2 separate regions of the Zea mays genome follow, and region 2 is linked to region 1. The links are chromatin contacts, called in public Hi-C maps. All regions are on one chromosome and are shown on one strand. Each heading gives the region's core, a stretch centred on a gene start, on an enhancer-like site or on the middle of the called end of the contact. The rest is flanking DNA. Distances are from core to core; before and after follow the strand shown.

The links. Hi-C and Micro-C count contacts between places; a contact is called where the count stands out from the background.
Region 2: a Hi-C map of ear shows a contact between it and region 1, with 2.1 times the contacts expected there. The contact joins the promoter of LOC100283405 here to the enhancer-like site in region 1. A contact is called at or near these places in 2 of 25 Hi-C or Micro-C datasets (ear and leaf).

Annotation. Positions count from the first base shown.
Region 1 is chr1:213,292,349-213,299,397 of Zm-B73-REFERENCE-NAM-5.0, forward strand. It overlaps LOC100382548, which reads right to left. Exons shown (of 3, transcript NM_001175282.2): 2 at 5,422-5,543; 3 at 4,721-5,243. The coding sequence ends at 4,917. Among protein-coding and RNA genes, the nearest start is that of LOC100382548, 16 kb to the right of the region's middle. Within about 2 kb of position 4,438, at least 19 of the 20 cell types and tissues checked have an H3K27ac peak or open chromatin away from gene starts, as enhancers often do. A contact at or near this core is called in ear and leaf, where this site is marked.
Region 2 is chr1:213,571,320-213,578,368 of Zm-B73-REFERENCE-NAM-5.0, forward strand. LOC100283405 (cell division cycle 2-related protein kinase 7) reads left to right here and starts at 3,202. Exons shown (of 12, transcript NM_001402535.1): 1 at 3,202-3,442; 2 at 3,552-3,664; 3 at 5,219-5,300; 4 at 5,394-5,484; 5 at 5,574-5,600; 6 at 5,734-5,831. The coding sequence starts at 3,612.

The sequences.
Region 1 (7,049 bases), core at 3,188-5,687:
GTGTACCAGGTCAGGGCCAGACCTTCGAGGGCGATGATGAAGGACTTGGCCATCGTGGCGTCGTCCCCTCCGGATGATGCGACAACGACTTGGTAGCTCATGATGTACTGTGCTGGGTCGGTGCTGCCGTTGTACTTAGGGTAGGTCCCTGCCCTGAAGTTGGCGGGCCATGGTGACACTTGCAGTTGCGGTGCTAGGGGGCTCCGCTCATCAAGGTAGTTGAGGCCTTGGAATGCTGCGGTGTGCGGGACGAAGGGTCCGCGTTGAGGAATGAATAGGTCTCCGACTGGCGCGCGCTGTTGGAGGGGCGGGCCGTGCTGCAGATCATGTTGTCCTTTGTGCTGCATGAGCGCAATCTCTTGCTCGAGTTCCTGAGCCCTCTGCTCCTCATCTCGTATCATCTGGTGCACCTTGGCCTGCGTGGAAATGCGTTGGCGCTTGGCCTCGAGGATTTCTTTCTGCTTCTGGAGGTTGTGGTTCTTGATGCGCAGGGCCCGCAGCTGTAGCTGTACTTCTGCTGAAACACCGATGACTTCGCCGTCCTCTGTGGCGTCTTCGCCCTCTAGCAGAGCGAAACCTGGGGGTGGTTCCTGTGGTTGTCCTCCGGAGCTGCAGGTGCGGAGGCTGCCCTCGGGAGTTGGTTGATCGTTGCGCTGTCTCTTACTGACGGCGTCGTCTTCGCAGGCTTCTTGGTGGGTGGTGTCTACAAGGGCCTTGCCCTTTTTCTCGGCTAGCAGTGCTGCCCTCGCTGCTTTGTCAACGGATGGGGCTGCCTTCGAGCTAGCTCTCTTGGGTGCCATCGCGGGTGGTTTGTTCGTAGCACGAACGGTGGGCGCCAAATGTTGGAACTTGCTCTCCTGGGCAAGATGATCCAACGGGGGAGTGAAAGGAATGCAAACAAGGTTTAACTCGAGATGGCGATTGCTCTGTTAATCTAGCCTCTCAAGGGCACTGTACGGGGGTATTTATAGGTGCCTGAGTGCCCAACGTCTCCATGTAAGGACGCTTGTGCCCTCAGGCACCTGGATTATCCCCAGAATATTCCCACAAGGGAGGGTTACAGACTGTCATTAAAGAAAAGCTATTACAAATTGGGCCTGTAACACACTTCTCAATGCGGGGCCTGTTACGATGGGCCGAAACCCAAGAGGGCCTCCAGGTCTGGTGAGGACGTGGGGTGGGAAGACTTCGTCGTAGGCCTTCGTCGTAAGCCTTCGCCTTGCGGTGAGGAGGGCGGAGGGTGGACCACGCCGTCATCATGCTTCCGTTGGTGTGGCGAGGTGACGAAGGCCTGGAGCGAAGGGTAGCGTCTTCGCCTTCGCCCCAACAATTAGTTACACTGTCATGTATAGTCATCCCACTTTGGTTTCTAACTTCAATCTGGGATAGACACCCACAAAATTTGCTCACGGCATCCTGGATACAACCCCAACGATGCAGCAATGAATTTTGATTATGTTCCACAAACGCTCCTCTGTTCGTGTCATAGAACTTATACACTCTACTCTAGAATGTAGCTCTGGTTTGATTTGTCCCTTGAATAGGATCCGTACTGACATTCAACTATGCTGAAACAAGGAGCCTATCTTCATCCTCGCTGAAAATTTTTCCTTTCTGCTTCTGAGTTGGCTTCGATGAGGGTGGGGTCTGCTGGAACTCAGCTAGGACAGTAGTATTGTCTTCCACAATATCTTCATACAAACCTTCAGTCAACAAATTGGTGAAATAGGCACCATCTCCTTCCATTTCTGAAACAACATGCAGAAAAATCAACAACATGTGACATGAGCATACTTATACAAACCCTGAAATCGGGATTGCAATTTCAGGTGCATCCACTAGGCAGTGAGCTTAGAAATATAGTCTTAGTGTCATAACTTTGGACTGAATCTATGTCCTTCACTCCTTTTCATTCCAGAGGTGTTGGCCTAGAAGGTGATGCAAGTTGCAGCACAGGGATGGATGGATGGAGATGGGGAATGGAGAGGAGTTGTGTGCAGAAGTGAAGATCTAAAACCTTGTTGTCGAGAGGGAGAGGGAGAGTGAGAGGAAGAGGAGATAGGGATTACTTGCCTGAATCAGTGAAAGCTGCAGGTTGGCACGGAGGACGCGCGATCGAGATGGTGCAATGGCGCGTGGACAACGACGACATGACGGAGGAGAAACCCTAGGTGGCACTAGACTAGAGGAGGCTCGCTCCAGCGCCGCGTGGTTGATGAAAGGAAGAATGGGCCACGCGTCAGTGGCCAGAGGATTCTCGTTCCGAAGAAGGAAATGGGTTTCGAAGGATGGGAGCAACAGCAACGGGTGGATCAGGTTGGGGCTGCGAGAGAAAATGGCGCCAAGCAATGGCGCGCTTGTTGTTTCGGCTGCAAAACTGGCGGCAAAGTTGATTTCGGGAGTTCTGTCTTGGTTCCTACATGTGGGAAGTAAATAGGTTTAGATAGGAACCTGATAAATTTAGTAACATGATATAAGGAACTGTTGGGGCAGGTTTTTTGTTATTATTTCCCTAAACAAAAATATAGGATGGATTTTAGGTAACTAGTGCGGATGTTGTGAGGCACTCTCCGCCAATACTCCCCTTCAAAGGTATCGAAGTGAAGGACGGTTAGGGAAGCATCCAATCAATTCCATGAGAAAATGCAATCAACAACAAACAGATATACTGTGATGTGAGATGAGACATACTTTGTACAATCAACAAGTTGCATTTATTTATATTGACAACAAAATCTCACCTTTGATCATTATGGAACAACAATTCATATTTATGAAATACATCAAAGCTTTGTGTTGTTATACATTCGAAAGCTCTATCGGGAGAAGTTGTTATGTGTACGTGGTTATGGAATGACCCATCTCTATAGTGGTGGTACTTTTTACCTATTTATAGAATCAAACCAGTATACATTAATGTATGGAATTACAAGAACACTCTTTCTACTGTACGACAATTCTTATACAACAATAAGGACATGACATACGTGTATTTTCTTCTATCTAACTTGGTTTGCTTCTTTTCCCAAAGGCAACTTCAAATGCACTGGGACTCCATCTTTTCTTCGGCTACTCTTCTTAGCTTCATCGTGTTGAAACTGTTCTTCACTTTGCCTTATCGGCGACTAGCTTCGTAGATCAGGTTGCAACTCTAGCTTTACTCCTTGAGACTGTGTTCAGCAGATCGTGCATATGGTCATGCAAAACACTATTTTACAATGTAGAATGCACTTGTTTATATAGTGGGGTTTGAAATAGGAGTTAAGATGAGTAAGGCCGCTAGAGATAGCCTGATTTGAAGCTATTTCCTCCTTGTACTTGAACCAAGAGAGTTATTAGACGACCAATCTTTTAGTTGACTATATGAGACATGAAAATATCATAAATCCCATTATAAACTATATTATTAACCTTGCTCTTAGCATGACTGATGATGATTGGAACCTACCACATTATTACCTATCAGAAATGGAGGGGTGCAGCTTTGCAGCAGGTGATGGCTGTGAACAGATCGGAGCGTGCCATAACTCATAAGTAGTGGAAAACTGTGCAGCATTGGATCACTCATAGTGTACGCGGAGTGATTTTGATCATTATCCACCGTTGGAAGTAGGGATGACAATTTAACCCGTAGACCTGAAACTCGACGGGTACTCGACACGACCGATGCGGGTATAGATGAAGGTTTTGATCCGCGGGTGCGCCCGCAAACGACCTAAAGTTTCACGGGTGTGGGTTCCTATTCAACCCGTGAGTGACCCGCACTTGACCCAAAATTTTGTTCGTTCTTTATTTTGCGCAAAAATAATTAAGATACAATAGTAATTTTTTTGAATAAGTAACTTAGCTAATGATTTATGAAATATTTTGTGAGAAGGCTTGAAATCCGTAGTTATAACTCAATTATTGTTGATACGTAATTATTTATAGCTGAATTATTATCTAAAAGTGTACACCGGTAAAAACTGGTGGGTGACTCGAAACCGGACTGCTTCATATGCGGATTTAGAATTACACCGCACGTTTAATTGTGAGCAGATTTAGATAATGCGATCGTAAGCTGATTTTTACTCAACCAACCGACCGTTTGGTTCAGATATTTGTAACGTAATGGGTAAGTAATAACGTTAAATCATGTTTGTTTTAGTCCCACCGTAATCAGATATCATACTAAAAATTGATACCGGACTATTCAAACTTGTTACCGACAGTAATCGAATGTAAACCATTACCATTACCCTTTGCGTTACATTTCTTGAACCAAACAGCACCCAGGTCTGTTGCCGTTCCTTGGAAGAACTGGGTAATGCGTGCAAATCAACTACGGTACCAAGGCCCAAAAGGCCGAAAGCTCGAATAATCTGAGTCATGTCCGCGAGTAGCGAGGGCGCCCAATCAATGCTGCCTGTCAGCCGGTAGCCCAACATCTGGGCCGTCTTTTACAGCAGACCTGGGCGCTTGGGCCACAATCTGACCTCCGTATCATCGCACCGTGCAAGTGAGAATGACAAGCAGCAGAAGCAGAACATGAAAAAAACGGATTGGACAAGCACGACTCGCTTGGCTTCTGCCTTGCAGGCTTACTCTTTGCAGCGGGAGAAGCTCTGCACGATCGAGAGCCATGAACGGTTGAATTTAATCACGTGAAACCTTATCAGATCCTCCTATGCTCCCAGCATCCTAGTACGGTTTCAGGGTTTTGCAAAAGCACCTGCTATTCAACATCAAGACCAGCTGTTATTCTGTTTCAATGCACCAAACGTTTCAACCGGTGCCACCACAAAGGTACAGTTTACTGTCTACACTGTCGTGAAAGCAGAACTCTCATGGAATCACACTAGAAACACCATCCGTACAGTATGCAGTATAGAAAGTCGCTGAGAACCCATCCACAATCATCTGAGGCTGCTCTGGAGTTAATCGGTAGAGGGAATAAGAAACTTGAGGAAAGGTTCAGCCTTGGGAGCGATGGATCTCACGTCCTCAAATTTGGCCATTTCAAAATCCTCGTACTGGAAGCCAGGGGCACAGGTGCAGCCAACAAGGGAGTAATGCAGCTCAGGGTCCCTCTTCCGAGACTTGACAAGAACGCTGCCATCAGATGCGAACGACTCGACGTCTAGTGTGGGGAACGACCCAAACCACACGTTCGGTGGCACGGTATACTGGGGGCGCTGGCCTGCCTCAAGGTGTGGGCCAATGACAGTAAGGTCAATGTGACCGTCGTCGTGAAGCTCGAAGACCTAAGACAAACACAGACTAGCAGCATTAGATCAAGCATTGCCAACTATTATCTCCGTTCTCGAATATTTGTCGCCCGCTATTTCATTTCAAAACTGAAATACGACAAATAAAAAAAAACGGAGGGAGTAGTTGTCTAATTGCTTTAGGCATGGAGAATAAGCAAGAAGTGATGCTAACCGTGAGAGGCTCTCCCTTGTAGAAGTGCCAGGTTTCAGCACAGGGAATGCGGTGGAGACGGGAAACACTCCCTGCGGGAAGTAGGAAATAGATTGCGGTGCTAACAGCACGGTTTACCTTGTCTGCAGCATACATTAAGGGGATATTAGAGAGATAATATCAGCTTGACTTCATATCCATGTATGATCTAGTTTAGTACTCATTCGTTGTCTAGCATTGCACTCAAAAATTCAAATTAGTGGTCACAGATATTAGTGGAACAATAACTTGTCTCCATAGAAAAGATCCAACCACTCAGAAATACACTAATAAGCCCCGTTTGGATCCTTAGAATTGAATTCCATTCCAATAATATAGTAATTTACACACGTATCAATTAAGCTAATACAATTTTATGCAAAATATATTTGTATACTATTATTAGTAAGATGCCAGCGATATTTACGTGCTACATTTCTACTAATACATAAAATCATTTCTCATCCTTTACCTCATGAATTTAAGATGGACTTAATATCTGAACTTTAGAAAGTGGTGGAATGTCAAATCCCAAGCCAAATCTGTTACTTTATTAAGTAAATTTTAATTCCTCTAAAATGAATGGCTCCAAATGCCCCGCAAATAAAATCACCAACTACACATTTAGGTTGTCTGCAGCAAATCGTATAATATAGGGCAGAACAGAGAAGCAATAAATATTTTCCAAACTGATGGCAAATGTTCAGTATTCTTAAAATTTGCAGTGGTTTCAGATGGCGGCCATACCATCCTGCTTTGGTTGTTACAGACATCTCACTAACTGCATGTTCCATTACAAATCGTACAAGGTAACAAGGAGCTTCAGGTAGCAACTACTGATAAAGATTCATATCACACGTAGCCACTATAGTACTATAACTAAGAAGCATGCAAGGTCAATACATGGCAGACCTAGTGCTAGAGGCTCCCATATGAGGCTTTGTTCGGTTAGATCTCAATCCATGTGGATTGAGTGGAATTGGGTGGGTTTAAATCCCAAGCAAGTCAAAGTTCTTCTAATTTTTTTTCAATCCATGTATAATGGGAATAATCGAACAAGGCCTGAGTGGGGTCTGAGGAAGGGATAAATCGAGACAAGCCTGCCTCCCGTAAATATAGCAGGTGAGACTGTGAGATAACTCTGACCACTACACTAGACTTGCCCTTCAAGATCATGGTAATGCACAAGACCTACCCTTCAAGATCATTACCATGGACAATGACCAAATATTTCAGCTTGTCACAATCCACGAATCATGATAAATGCAAAATTGCGAAGGGGCTCACGGGTCACGGCGCAGTGGCAAGGCCACTGGTCGCAAGTGCTCCCGCCCAGGGTTCGAATCCTGGGTGACGCACCAAATTGCGGCCTGGTGCCCACCTCCCTGTGACGGTTGCTGTGGCATCCCATTGGGTGACGCTCGGCCCCGGCAGGTTTTGGTGGGCCCATCTTCTTAAATATATAAAGCTAGGGGAACGGCAGACCCCTAATTGAGTTTTTTATGATAAATGCAAAATTTACACTTGAAATTTCAATTCCAAAGGTATTTATTCAGCTAATGTTTGTATGCAGCCATTGTGGGGGACAGATATCCCCGGGTCCACTGGAA
Region 2 (7,049 bases), core at 1,952-4,451, 280 kb after region 1:
TTTGAACCCTAACTTTGATCTTTTTATTGGTTTGTGCTGAACCTTTGGCACCTGTAGAATATATAATCTAGACCAAACTAGTTAATCTAATTATTTGTGTTGGGCATTCAACCACCAAAATCATTTATAGGAAAAGGTTAAACCCTATTTCCCTTTCACTTTGCTTCGGCTTTCACAAGCCAAAGCTCTCTAGTGTAACTGTGCTAGCGTGAAAAATTGAATGACTTCTAATCTTTCTTTTAAATAATAACGCATTTCATTAAAGTCTAATCCTGCTAGCTATTTCTATGCCAAGTGAATTTGGAAACATCGGTTTCTTGTGTCCTAGAACCTCTGGATGTAATCGTTAACCGATTCATCTTTCCCTTGTCGCAGGGCCACTAGGTCCACCAGAACTAATTCATAATCACCGGAGACCATCCATGGAATTTTTGTTCTAAATCTTCCCACGAAAAAAGAATTAGGAGACAGTGTGGCATACCATGCGAATGCAGTTCCTGGTAGGCATAATGAAAATAAACAAACAAAAAACGTCTCCGTGTTGGCCAATTCTTCTAATTGTGCTAGGAACAGGCCTATGTGTTTGTGCATGCTCTTACCCTGGTCACTCGAAAACTTTGCGAATTCGGGTATCCTAGTCTCTGTGGGTACGGGTGATAGCCAAATCGGCTATCATAGGGCCTCAGATATGACTACCCCTAGGGATCGTGCTAACTTCGAGCTTATCTCAGAACGCTTTGGTTATATCTTCCCTCACTATGCCGATGGCAACCAGCGGGAGTCCACCGGCTCTCTGGTCCAACATAGGTGTGGTTGTTTGGATATTAGTATGTTGTTTACCTCCCCAATGACTTGGGTTTTGTGGTGCATTAATGCTTGCCCTATGCGGCTCATATGACTGGCCATTCCTTTTTGGCCTTATAGGAGGGGCTGGAAAGTACTCGCCCCACGTGTTTGGGATGTTATATTACTATACTAGAGCATTGTAGGATGTGATGGAAGGTTTAGCTAGGATGGATGTGTATTTGGATAATAATCATCATCACTGGGTTCTATGTATTATGAGCCGGACTGTTCGGTTGAATAGGCGGACCGTGCGGTTGCGTGCGTGGACTATCCGACCGCATGGTCGGACTGTCTAGTAGTGTATTCGAACTGTCTGACGCTATGCGCGAACGATCCAAATTTTTTGTTTAGGATTTGCGCAGAACATGGCAGCTCAGACGCGTGTCTGGGTAATTCGGTTCCGGGACGGCCGCCGTTGGCCCAAGCGGTCTGCGCCCACGTGCGAACAATCTAGCCATGCACAGATCGGCGGGTTTACCCCGATGTGCGTAGGAGGCTATGCTTGTCTCAGGTACGTGTCTATCGGCATACCGTAAAGGGGTTGTAATTGGCCATGCCAATCTGCAGCCGATGAATCACATGTGTTTTCCCCTGATTCAACCTCGTGCGAGGGAAAATTCGCGATAGTAGATTTATCAAATGCGCGCACTAGCCTCTTATAGTCGCTTTGCATACCCCCTATAATCAATTGCATTTGGTCTCGCTGCTCACCTATTTAAGCTTTAAGAGATTGGATTCCGTTTGTTTCGCTTATCTTGGGGGTAGCCGTAGCAGGTCTGAGCGAAGCCAGATCAGTCGCCCGTTGTCGAACGACCTTGTTGTTCCTGTCCACTCTGAAGTTGGCCAGAAACTTCCCTTGTGCTTCCTTGATTAGCTACTCCTTGTGCTTCTCAAACTCTAGTTGTTTTTCAGCCGATAGGGTTTCCCAAGCCGGCTCAGTTATGTTACTAAGGGAGACATCAGAGCTATCTTTTAAACCGGCCATTGAGGGACGATCTGATAGATCCTCACACGATTTCCCCAACAGAGTCGCCAAAAAGTGTGTTGACACTGATCTAGGCACCAATCACTGCGATGAGTACCGACGGTGATGCTCTCTACGGAAGCGCAGATGGTCCGCGGCCGAGGGCCGGACGGTCTGCGACCTGGCGCAGAGGCTAGGGTTTCTGCCCGACGAGCCGGACGGTCCACGCGTACGTTGAGGCGACAGAGTCCGCCAACAACACCTGGATCCCGCTCCTAAGAGGGACCCCATCGGGGAGGAAAGATCCTAGGGTTTGTCTTGGGATCGGCAGGCCACCCAAGATGTCTCTAAACAACGTAGAGCCGAAGAGAGGTGAAGATTAGAGAGAGGAAACTATATTACCGTCTACTCATAGGGCAAAATGTCAAGAACTAAAGGTATATTGATTGTTGGTCCTTCAATCGATCGTACCCCTTCAAATATATAAGGGGAGGTCTAGACTCGTTCATAAGCGTTCTCCAACAGCTCCCGCGGGATTAGAGGACTAAACACACGAGGAGATGGGAGTTTTAACTGCCTGATTCGATCTATCCGAGGATCGTCCGCGCCTATGGGCGAACCGTCGGTGGCTCGGACCATCTAGGCCTCAGGGTCAAACTGTCCGGCCGTGCCCAATGCCACAAATGGTGCTCAACAGATTCATTAAGATCTTGGTCCATTTTCGAGGACATCTAATTTGTTCTACTTCAATTTATTAACAAAATCGATTTCATAAAATTAATCATGAATCTAGTTTCTCCTCGAACTTAAGCCAAAAATTAGTTAAAATTAGCCCTAGTGCATATAAATAGGAGGGTAATAAAAAGATATTTCTAGTCAAATTTTCAACCAGTTATTAGCTAACTTTAACTAATTTAAGCTTTTTTGGGTGTTTGGTATAACTCTGCTCCATTCTAGAGCAGCATTTCTCATAAAACTCTACTCTACTCTAGATGGATCAATTCTACTTTAGAGTCTAGATTTATTTCTCATAACTAGTGCCAATGCCCAATAGCGAGTAAGTACCTTCATATTCTATGATTAGGTTATTTTTTTAGGATTTGAGTAGCAAAAGAGGCATTTCAAAAATTTATATTGTAACCCTCAAAACTCTATGAAATTTGCAACTCTGAAGTTAGCGTGTTTGGTTGGCTCTCACCAGCTCTCTCTCTTTTATTGTAATGCCAAACATGCTCTCATGGCTAAAGTCATAAGCAATCTAGATTTTGTGCACAACTTTTGTTTTAGGCATGAAAAAAAGTGGAGCGAAACGGGCCGGCCCACTTTAACAAGCCCAGACTCAAGATGGAAGCGGTATACGACTGGGTCGCTTTGACTTACGTAGGACACTCCCGACTCTAGCCTCCTGCGGCTTCCGCATCCTCCGCTTCGTGTCGTCTGCCCTGCTGCCCAAGCCTCCGGAGGTTCTAGCGGAGCCGGCTCACTCTCGCGACACCGCCGCGGCCTCCGGCTATATATGGACGGCGAGGAGGCGCCCCTTGGCGCGCTCAACCTGGCTGAGTACGCCCCCGCCGGCGCCCGCACCGTCGACTGCTACAGGCGCATCCGCAAGATCGGCGAGGGCACCTACGGGTAAGCGAGCTGAACCGAAATCTCCTCGGCGGCACGCTGACCGGGCTAGAATTTCCCTTGCATTTTGGCCTGTTCCGCCTGAATCGTTCGCCGCGCGCTGCAATTGCAGTAGATGTTGAGTGGCCGTGGGATCGTACGGCCGGCGGCGGAATGATGATCCGTTTGGTCCATGGATGCACGATTCATGGCGTACTTGGAGCCAATTGTCGGCGGAGACTTTGTGTAGGTCATCACTTGTTGGTGGAGCAACAGTGCTTTTGCTTTTTCGCCCTAGTTGCCGTCAGTTATTGGCATCATTAAAGCTGTAATCTTTTAGTTGCTTAGGGTTCCCTCGATAGTGTTGGACAATATCGGTAGGTATGTCTGTCAGAATGGCTGAACTGTTAGACAGGCGTATGCATTAAGTCATGATGTATAGCAACCATGAAAACTTTGTCTATGTATATAATGCAGCTAGGTTATGTCTTTTTATTTGTCTGATGAGGTGGGGGGGGGGGATCCCATAACATCTGTTACTAACCTGATTATATGCATTTTAACTGGAATTTCACTTGTTTATGCTTACAACTTTGGTTCAGTTGGTCAGCTTTCATCTTTTTGGACATCCTGAGTCCTAAAAGTGATGTTTTCTCTTGTACGATTTTCCCGTGATAAGCTTTTATCTGTAGAAAGCATAATTTAGGAATTCATATCTCAATCTGTTGGTGCACATTAGGTCATCAAAAAGATTTTCACAAAGTAGTCAATTCAAGATATGTTGTCAAGTCCCCCCTGTTCAGCCAATGCTTTTGTAGAAAACAGTTTATGATGACGAGTTGGAGACACTAGAGCCCTATCTAGAATTTTGTGCATATAGAAAAATGATTTTCTATGTGTTTGAGCAATAGTTCAGGTTAAGGACCAGGCACTGCTATGTTCTTACGTTTTCGATCCCCCTGACCCCGACCGTTCATTTGCTTTGTACCGGAACTAGAGTCAACTCTGGAGCTTGTTCCCTTTGGCCAAAAGAAAGAAAATTTCCACTTTAAAAGTATATATCATTGTTTATCCAGTAATTTATAGCCTTGAACGTCTTTATTCTGGAAATATAATTTAAACATATGCACTAAAAATGTAAGGTTTCACAAGATATTATTTTTCTCTCAGTTGGTAAGTGTTTGAATCTTGTGCTTTCTTTTCTTCCTGTTTTGACTATTGTAAAATACTCCCTCTGAGATGGTCTGATAATCTGATTGTATTCAGTGGAACGTAAATAAAACAGCGCATACCTTATATTCTGTATCTAAAACGGTTAATGGGGGCAAGCACCTCCATTGCAAATTTGATTCTGAACTGTGCAACACGCAAGGTGTATGAAGATGCAAAAGACCAAACCTCTTGAGAAAATTTTTCGGCATTTTTGTACAATCAGTAGATCCATTAGGTATAGTCTTTCACACTGACAATAATTTGTAGTTCTTTCTGAACCCCTACTTTTATTCAACTAGGTGGACTATAATGGTCTTCCGTTATGTCTTAAGATCTTTGAAATAACCTGCTAAACATGGTTCTTTGAAATAACAATGGTTAAATTATCAATCTTGATGTTCTTTCTTGTCCTTAGGATTATTTCATGATAAGAAAATGGAATGAAGGAGATCTCCTGCCATATTTTCATTAGTTTTATTTCCTTGACATCTACATTGATCTGCCAGGGCATTTTACTACTACATGAATATTCATGATCTATCTAACCACCTAATTTGTCACTGTTGTGTCTTTTCCTACAAATCTCAGTGAGGTGTTTGAAGCTGTGGATATTATTACTGGGGAAAGAGCAGCACTTAAGAAAATAAAACTGGATGATGGCAAAGAAGGGGTAAGCTTTATCATCTCAACAAAGTTAATAATACTCAAGCACATTGTTCTGTGCGTGTTATAGGCCCCTCTGAACTGTTCAGTACCTATGTAGTTTCCACGCCAAATCTTGCGTGAGATTAAACTATTAAAAAAGCTGGATCATGAGAACATCATCAGATTGAAAGAGATTGTAGTATCTCCTGGTAACAAATGTTCATCTAGTCATTTCTAGATATATAATGGAGTGCATGATACAATGACATTGCTTAACCATTTTTAATTTTTTTCCCAGGTTCTGCACATGGAACAGGCGGATCAGGTATAGTATCACTCACTTCTCTTTTGTTTACTTGCTTATATTCTTCACTAATGTACCCCATGCTGATGGATTAATATTTTCCTTGTTTAATAATTTTTTACATGCACATAATTTTATCCTATGGACTATGCAGATGATCACATCTATAGGGGAGATATCTACATGGTGTTTGAATACATGGACCATGATTTGAAGAAAGTATTGCACCATAGTGCCCCATCCCAAGTCAAGGTACTGAAGTGTTCTTCCATCCATAAATTTTGGGCACATTTCTCTTCACATTTTTTCTAGCAATCTAAGGCATGGTTTGCTTCTGTATGCATGTTTTTTGTTGATTTTTTTAGTAGTGCCTCTGTTAACTCAAGTTTGTTGCATGGCATTATCAATGTTGGTTGCGGCGTTAGCCACTAGTAATCACGTATGAATGTATGATGCTGCTTCATGGTCTATTTCCAGGGGTTGAGGCCAGTATTTGGGCATCACGCTTATACTGATTTTGGCCAGAACATAGATAACAAGCAAATGAGCTCATGTTTTTCACCTGTACAATATAAAGAGAAAGTTATCTGTCCTAATTTGCTCAAAAACATAGCAGAACATAACAAAATAGCATATGTCACATTAGGACCTTCAGCAGCATGGGAGCTTGAAATATGATTTTCAGCAGAAGAGGGGCTTGAAACAACTGGCTTATAAGGTTATCTCCAGTAGATTACCCATTCCTATACCCATATTTAAACTCCACTCTGCAAACAGTGCAGTCTATAGTGCAAAACAATGTTTTGGGTGACCATATGGGTGAACTGCTGGACACGGTCTAACTGTCTAAAGCTACAAAGTCTTCAACCTCCTGTTCATCTTGGCTAAACAATGAATCAAGTGATCAACTAAAGACAATAAAAATATTTCTAAATTAAAGAGAAACAAGGGAGATGTATAGTCTCTACTATATTAAAGCACCAGTTTCAATGGTCGTCCCGCGTCATCTTTTTACAAAAAAATCCCTTGTATTTCTTCAAAATCAACCCACGGTCCCAGATCATATCCCATCCCTATTCTATTTGTTTGCACAACAGCGTTCTCGCAGCTGTCGCTCTAGCAACAAACCCTGTTCATTTCGCAACAACCTCCGCTCGCTTCTTCCGCCGTTGCACCGCCACCGGCGAGGAGGATTACGGCGCTTGCCTCCAGATAAGGATGCTCGCTAGGTGATAAAACTTGCATCGAGTACACCCAACTCTAAACCTCCTCGTCGCCCCTAGGGATCGGGAGCCTGTCTCCTCGTCTTCCGCTCTGGCGCGAGCTCTGCTCCGCTCCTTCAACATAGGGTGTAGTTCGTGCATTCCACACATCACCAAATGTGGCGAGGTCTTATACAAATTTCTAACCATTTAATTGTGGAACATTGCTAGAGCATAACTATGAAAAAGTTTTGTTCATGCCGAATTA